2 separate regions of the Mus musculus genome follow, and region 1 is linked to region 2. Evidence: chromatin contacts called from public Hi-C data. All regions are on one chromosome and are shown on one strand. The core of a region is the stretch at or near the end of the contact, and the rest is flanking DNA. Distances in the headings are between cores, read along the strand shown.

Region 1 (3,447 bases), core at 129-2,628, 470 kb before region 2:
ACCTCAGGACTATACAGCTTGGAATGAAGTGTGCCTTACACGGGCCTTAGTGACAATAATGCATAAATACTAATTCATCCACTGCAACAGACACACCACACCTGCAAGATGTGAATGATAGGAAACAGAGAAGGAGGTAGAACATAACCTCTACATGCCTTGCTCACTTGAAGACAAAGTCTATTCATTATTATTTATAAAGCCGCCAGAAGAAGACACGTGAGCAAAAAACAAATGTAAGAATTTTGGCACAAGAGGACAGTGGAGGGAAGCCCAAAGGAAAAAACTCTAGGTAAGAATTTACTATTATTAATTATTATTTTTAATTTTCCAAGTACAGATGTTTTGGAAAATTAAAAATGAATATATATACATACAGAATTCTTCAGGCATGAAATGCTGAGAGAGTGTATTGATAGCACTCTCAGCCTGCAGAACTGTCAAAGCAAATCCCTTAGCTGGGGAGAGAATGACATCAGATAGAAATATGAACGCAGAGTGAAGGAGATAGTTGGGAGGGCACCTCAAAATAAAAGACTAAGTGGTGCGTTCCAAAGGCTCACACTAGGCCAGATTCAGGGGTGCATGGGGTAGGCCAAGCAGAACTAACTGCGTTGCTTTAGATCAGTGGTTCCTGACCTTCCTAAAGCTGCGACCCTTTAATACAGCTCCTCATGTTGTAGGGACCCCTCCCCCCAACCATAAAAGTATCTTCACTGCTACTTCATAACTGTAATTTTGCTACTGTTATAAATCATAATGTAAATAGTTTCGGAGACAGAGGTTCGCCAAAAGGGTTGTGACCCACAGATTGAGAACTGCTGGTTCAGATGTTAGTTTCTTCCTTGATCAGGTAAGGTACGGCGTCACTGTGGGTGTGCATCACTGTGGGTGTGCATCACTGTGGGTGTGCCGGTCAGCCTGGGATCCACATGGTGGAATGAGAGGACCAGCTACAGAAACTTGTTCCTTGACCTCCACATACGCGGTGGCACACACCCCTTCCTACATACATAAATAAAAATGCAATGAAAATCCACAGGAAATTATTTTATCATATCTCTGGGGAGTCCGGTCCGAAACGGAGGCCCTGGCTGGGTGGGATTCTTTTGTGTCTCCCTAACTGTGCAAGGCGTGTCTCCCTATGTCTTCCTTCTGTCTATGCCTGTTTGCTTCATCGTCAAAGGACACTAGACATATTAAATTAGGGCCCATCTCAAAGATCTCATTTTAGCGTAAAGCAGTCACAGTCAGAGGGGCTGGGAGTTGGGTCTTCAAAAGACACTTAAGGGTGTCAGCTTAAAGCTATTTGGGCGGTCTGTGGCGTGCTCTGCATCCTGGCCAGCAGAGGGCGCTGATGCCTGCATTGAAGCTTCAGAGAATGAGTTAGAGGAGCATTTCTGTCTTGGAGAAAGCTTCTGGGAGCCCAGCTTGCTCTTGTCCTATGTACACCCAAGTTTCCTTGTGTACCCTACTTCGTTACAAATGGTAAGAAATAAATGGTCATAACCTACTCCCTCTCTCTCCGTGTGTGTGTGTGTGTGTGTGTGTGTGTGTGTGTGAGAGAGAGAGAGAGAGAGAGAGAGAGAGAGAGAGCGCAAACAAGAGCAGGCAATCGGATACACATTGCACACAGGCCAGAGGTTTATGCTGTGTATCCTCTTTAATGGCTCTCCACCTTATCGCTGGGAGCCTGTACTTCACAGATTAGGTTAGGCTGGCTAGCCAGAGACCGCTGGGGGTCCACCCCTGTCTCCTCCCCTCTAGCATAGGGCTTACAGGTCAGGGGTCAGTACTCACCCTTTGCACAGGTTTTGGGAATCCAGACCCAGGTTTTCATGTTTGTGTGGTAAGCACTCGACCGACTGAGTCATCACCTTGCTTTCTATATGTGGGAGCTTCCAGTGTGGTGAAGTGTGTCTGCTGTCTTTGAACCCTTCAATGGCCTTTTCTGTTTCCAGAAAACATTTCTCCCTAGATACCATCTCTCTCAGGATTCTGTTTACTCTCTCTTCCAGCAATTCACACTCTGTCTCCGCCCACCTGGCAATTACCAACAAGTTACATAAATTGGTCTCCTTACCTATCATTGCATGTGGGAGGTAGTTTGCCCTGGGTACATGCCGTCCTCTGTAAAGGACAGAGGCTTATGAAATGCTGTCACAGCAGAACTTTAGAAGTACTGGAAGACAGATAAGAAAGCCCCCGTGAGCATGTCCCACCAAAGCAGCTGCTTTCATTTTGCAGACGGCTTCTCATTTCTTAGTTGTACGGTTATAAGTTTTACTTCTGTATCTGTGAGGATGCATGCAAGAAAGCACAGACGATGTGTGTGGACGACGATTTCATGTAAAGAACAGGCTGCACATGAAACTGTAAAAGTAAAAGACCATGGATGTGAGAGACTGGAAGCTTGAAGGAGGCTCTCTGTGCAGCAGAGACTGACATCATCCGAACCACTCGTGAGACAGCATGAAATGTAGCGTTGTGTAACGTAACGTAGCGTAGCGTAGCGTAGCGCTGGAAGTTTGGGAAGAGTCTAGAAGCTGAAGTAAATGTGGCCACTATGGTGAAGTGTCATTGCTACACAGGGCTGGCAGGAAGGAGGGGCAGAATCCTTCTCCATCCAGCTGATCTCCCTCTACTGCCTCCTACTGGCAGAAGCTAGCAACAAGTCCACTGACAGGAGAAATAGCATTTGCAGGAGTCGAGTTCTTACATTGTAGAGCCCAGGATAGAGGGGAGGTTTTGGAGATGACAGATACGAGTTTAACAGCATAAGTTACCATTTAATCAGCATCCACATTCACGTGTGAGCATCCGAATATCACCAGTAGTAACTGTTATGTTTTGGCCTCATCAGATGACATACCATCTTCATATAAGTAAGACCCAGACTCTCCCCATAAAAGACCAAGAAGCTGAAGTAGCTCCCCGTGGACAAAAATGGAACAATAGGAAGTACAAAATGACTAAGTACACTTTGAACTAGCCAATAGATAACTTAATTTTTTTTCTTTTTGAGGCTATGTCCAACTATGTAGCCTGGGCTAACCTGAACAGACTATGGAAACCAGGCTGGCCGGGAACTCGCAGAACTCCACTTGTCTCTGCCTCTTGAGTGCTGGGACGAAAGGTTTGCAGCGCTATGCTGTTGTGTGACTATTCCTGGGAAGAGGTGAATAAATGTGCACACTCACCCTGGCTGATGACCATTGTCATCAGGAAAGACACCACCAAAATCTACTTTGGTGAACTAATGAGATTATTGGGCTCACTTACAGGAATATGAGCAAGAGCTTACTTACAGAGGTAGTCATAGCACAAGGACAGCTATGTCACCAAATACTCACCCAAGCATGGGTGACAGCTCACAAAGCTGGGGACCTGCAGCATGCTGCACAGCCTGTGGGGCAGCTCAACAGGTTGGAGAGTGTCTCTTCCAGG
Region 2 (3,395 bases), core at 467-2,966:
GTTGGCATATTTTATTTTGTGACCTTGTATTTACTTGGCTTTCAGTCTTGGCATATGGATTTATTTCTTCTATTTTTCCATATATTGGAGACTATGTTTTTAAAATAAAAATCCAAAGGGGACTTGCTTTTGCGTGCGTGTGTGTGTGTGTGTGTGTGTGTGTGTGTATGCGCGTGCGTGCGTGTGCCCTGCTCTTTTTTGTTTGCTGTTGTTTTGAGATGGGTGTCTGTTCTGTACCACAAGCTGGCCCTTGAATTCAAGATCCTCCTTCAGCCTCCTGAACACTGGGATGATGGGCAAGCAAACAACACCCAGTTTCCTGGTGTCCCGTTACTCTCTGAAAATAACCTCTCAAGAGTCGGGGGGGGGGGGGGAAGGTTCAGTAGATAGATGCCTCTGCACTCAGGCCTGATGATCTGTTTGAACTAACTCCTGGGAGTTGTCCTCTGACTTTCACGTGTGCTGTGGCAAGCACACATGTGCGCACACACAAGCAGTTCATAAATGAAGTGACTTAGAATTCTAGGAGATTCAGAGCCTTGGCATTCCTTCTTGCTGCCCTGCTCATTGCCCTCTGGTAGAGCAAGCAGGCTGCTCCACATTCATTTCGTTTCTGTCATTCCTCAGTATGCATTTTTTGTTGTTGTTGTTGTTGTGATCCTTTCGCAGTGTTCTTCTAGACGTTGGTGTTCTGTGACCTATAATTCAAATTCCGTGCTGGTCTGTCCGGGGTGATAAGCGACTTCATCATTATCGCTCATTGTGGGTTTTAAATTAGATTTCCATTTTCTGCTCTCCATTTTCTCCTGTATTTGTTTCTTTTCCTCTCTTGCGCCATGGTACTGGAGCTGCCTTCCATGTTTCTTCCTCAGTTTCCCCTAGTCTTCTATCTGTTGGGAGGTCTCTTCTCTGGGTGTCAGGGCTGTAGGGCTTCTCTGTCTCTTGGCCTGATCTCACTGACTTCCTCTTCTCCCTCTGGTCCTGCTTATCCAGGACACCAAAGCTGCTTCAGGGTGCTTCTGGGCCTTCTAAAGAGACGCCGAGGCCTCCCTTATCCGAGGCTTTGCTTTGCTTTAGCTACTAGCAGTAAGGCATCTTGAGAGAGGTGGGGACTAGAACATTAAACAGCTTATATTGTCTTGTCTTACCTTGTTAGTTTTTAAGGAAGGGTAGCCTGTACCAATGACTAGGCTCTGGGGTGGCAGTCAGTATTGACTCACTCCCCATGCTACGGTTTCTTGTGGGGACATTGTTTATGCTCCACCCCCTCCGTGCTGCCACAGACTGAGAACTGGGGGTGTACAGATTCAAATGCACCCCTACAAAAGGGGTGAGGCGGAGCCCAGCTCCCCATCGCTGACTCTTCCCTATGTACCTTCATGTTCCTCTGGGTCCCCATTGTTCCCAGACTGTCTGTTCTTCAAACTGAATTATGCAAATACCAGCTAGCCCAGTATCCATGGAAACCACATCTCCTGCATTCCTCAGCCCGTTTTCCTGGCAGAAGAGACCCATCCAAGTGACAACCACAAACAAGGACAAATGGCAGGAAGGTTTCCCCGAGAGCCCTGGGCTATTGGTTTCTGTCAGTATGGACCCATCTTCTCAGCCCTTCTGTGTGGCTGGGGGGGGGGGGGGGGAGAGGGAGGGAGTGGCCTGGCACAGCAGAGAAGGCTTTCTCTTCTTGAAACCTGGAGACTCTGTGATCCCAGTATCTCTCTCATCACTGACAATGCTCTTTGTCCAATCACTGTGCAGACAGCCCCCTCAGTGGGCAGGAGGCAGCATCTGGTGTTATCACTCAGCTCACGTGTACTCATGAGCCACTGCAGAAATAACAGCACAATTTTATCCTGTGATCCACTAATTTTATGCACAGATCCTCAAGCTCTGCTCCTCTCTATTCCTTTGCTGTGTCTGAAGCAATATACACGCTCATTTCCCTCTGGGATCAAACGGGGGAGGGGGGAAGCCTCCAGTCAGTGAGTGAGTGCCACACCCTGCTTCTTGAATCAGTGGTCCTTTACACTGCAAAGACAGATTCTTGCTGGTGACAGCTACGGTTTTCAAGGCACTAGCACTAGAAGTTACTTGGTAAAGAAAACGGCATAACTGTCCAAGTTTGCCTGACATTGTGGCTGCAGCTCAGTGACAGAATGGTAAACTCAACTGTTTTATGTGCACCAAACTCTAGTGCTGTACACGTTTGCTCACCTTCAATCTCATAGCCAGGGGCTGGGGAGACTTCCTGGTTGGGAAAATTCTTGCCACACAAGCCTGAAGACCAGCATCAATCTCTGGCACACAGGTAAAAAGCAAAGCTTGGTGGTGAGTGCCTAATCTCAGAGCCAGGAAGGGAGAGACAGCAGGTCCTTAGGGCTCACTGGCCAGTTGGTAACCAATAAGTCTCAGGCCCCAGTGAGACTCTGTCCCCAAAATCAAGATGGAGAGCCTCTGAGGAATGGACCTCACGCGCATATGCATGCCACATGCACACACCACCTCACAATTGCCATACATGCTGGTGTGTGTGTGTGTGTGTGTGTAGGAAAGCTCCTCACCCCCCTCTCTGTTTTTACTTGAAACTAAGGAAAAAAGAAACCATTCTCTTAAGGTCTGACAGCAGCTGAGGCAGAATCTGAACCCAGGCTGTCCGACCCAATTCCCTATCCTAGTCTCCGGGCTACCAGACTCCTTTGTGAAGACTGGAATTGAAACACATTTCGTAAGGTCTTGGGTTTAAAAGGCTTTAGCGTTTTCTTTTTCTTTTAAAACTCTAAGACACAATGTTTAAGCAAAAAGTGTGGCATCTACCAAGTGAGTGTTGCATGCAACCATACAGGACACGCCTTCCCTACAGTGAAGGAACATCTTCACTTATTTTAACAGTATTCTTCATTTTGAGCTTCCTGCTCCCAGTCAGGTTGGTTAGATACAGGGCAGGACAGTCTGCTTTTAAGTTATGGTGCATGTTATGTGCATACAGAAGTCACTCATCAATAGAGTACGCACCACGGACAAAGCCTCTCAGAAGACTGAGAAGAAAACTGATACTATGGCCCGCCTGGGAGGGTCAGTGTGCAGTGAGACTCTTCTAGCACATTCTGTACCTTTGGAGTTACAATCATGTGAACATAATCTAATCGCACACACACACACATTTGAGAGGCTTGTGGGTTCATAGGCTGCATGCCTGCATGTTTAGTTCTGGACCCTTATTTTTATTACAACCTGATGGCTTCCCTGGTTCCTGAAATGTTGTGAACTTTCTTGTGACAGTAGGGCTTCCATGTGGGGCTCCGTCCCCACAAGGCATCGACTCTCACCACTGCACTATATCCACGATGCTCTCTTTACTTGGAGATGATCCCACGATTATGATCCTCCTGCCTCAG

What was found. A called contact is a pair of places that touch in the nucleus more often than the background predicts.
Region 1: a Hi-C map of cortical neurons shows a contact between it and region 2, with 2.4 times the contacts expected there. The contact joins two enhancer-like sites. A contact is called at or near these places in 6 of 39 promoter capture datasets (the 3T3-L1 cell line, cranial neural crest, frontonasal cranial neural crest and 3 more), 1 of 15 datasets of contacts at CTCF or cohesin (large pre-B cells), 7 of 484 Hi-C or Micro-C datasets (bone marrow-derived macrophages, cortical neurons, embryonic fibroblasts and 3 more) and 13 of 115 datasets of contacts at active chromatin or transcription factors (VIP interneurons, differentiating embryonic stem cells, embryonic basal ganglia and 9 more).

Annotation. Positions count from the first base shown.
Region 1 is chr14:66,783,007-66,786,453 of GRCm38.p6, reverse strand. No RefSeq gene overlaps it. Among named protein-coding and RNA genes, the nearest start is that of Gm5464, 84 kb to the left of the region's middle. Within about 2 kb of position 1,378, at least 17 of the 459 cell types and tissues checked have an H3K27ac peak or open chromatin away from gene starts, as enhancers often do. A contact at or near this core is called in cortical neurons, where this site is marked.
Region 2 is chr14:66,318,157-66,321,551 of GRCm38.p6, reverse strand. No RefSeq gene overlaps it. Among named protein-coding and RNA genes, the nearest start is that of 1700001G11Rik, 23 kb to the right of the region's middle. Within about 2 kb of position 1,716, at least 88 of the 459 cell types and tissues checked have an H3K27ac peak or open chromatin away from gene starts, as enhancers often do. A contact at or near this core is called in cortical neurons, where this site is marked.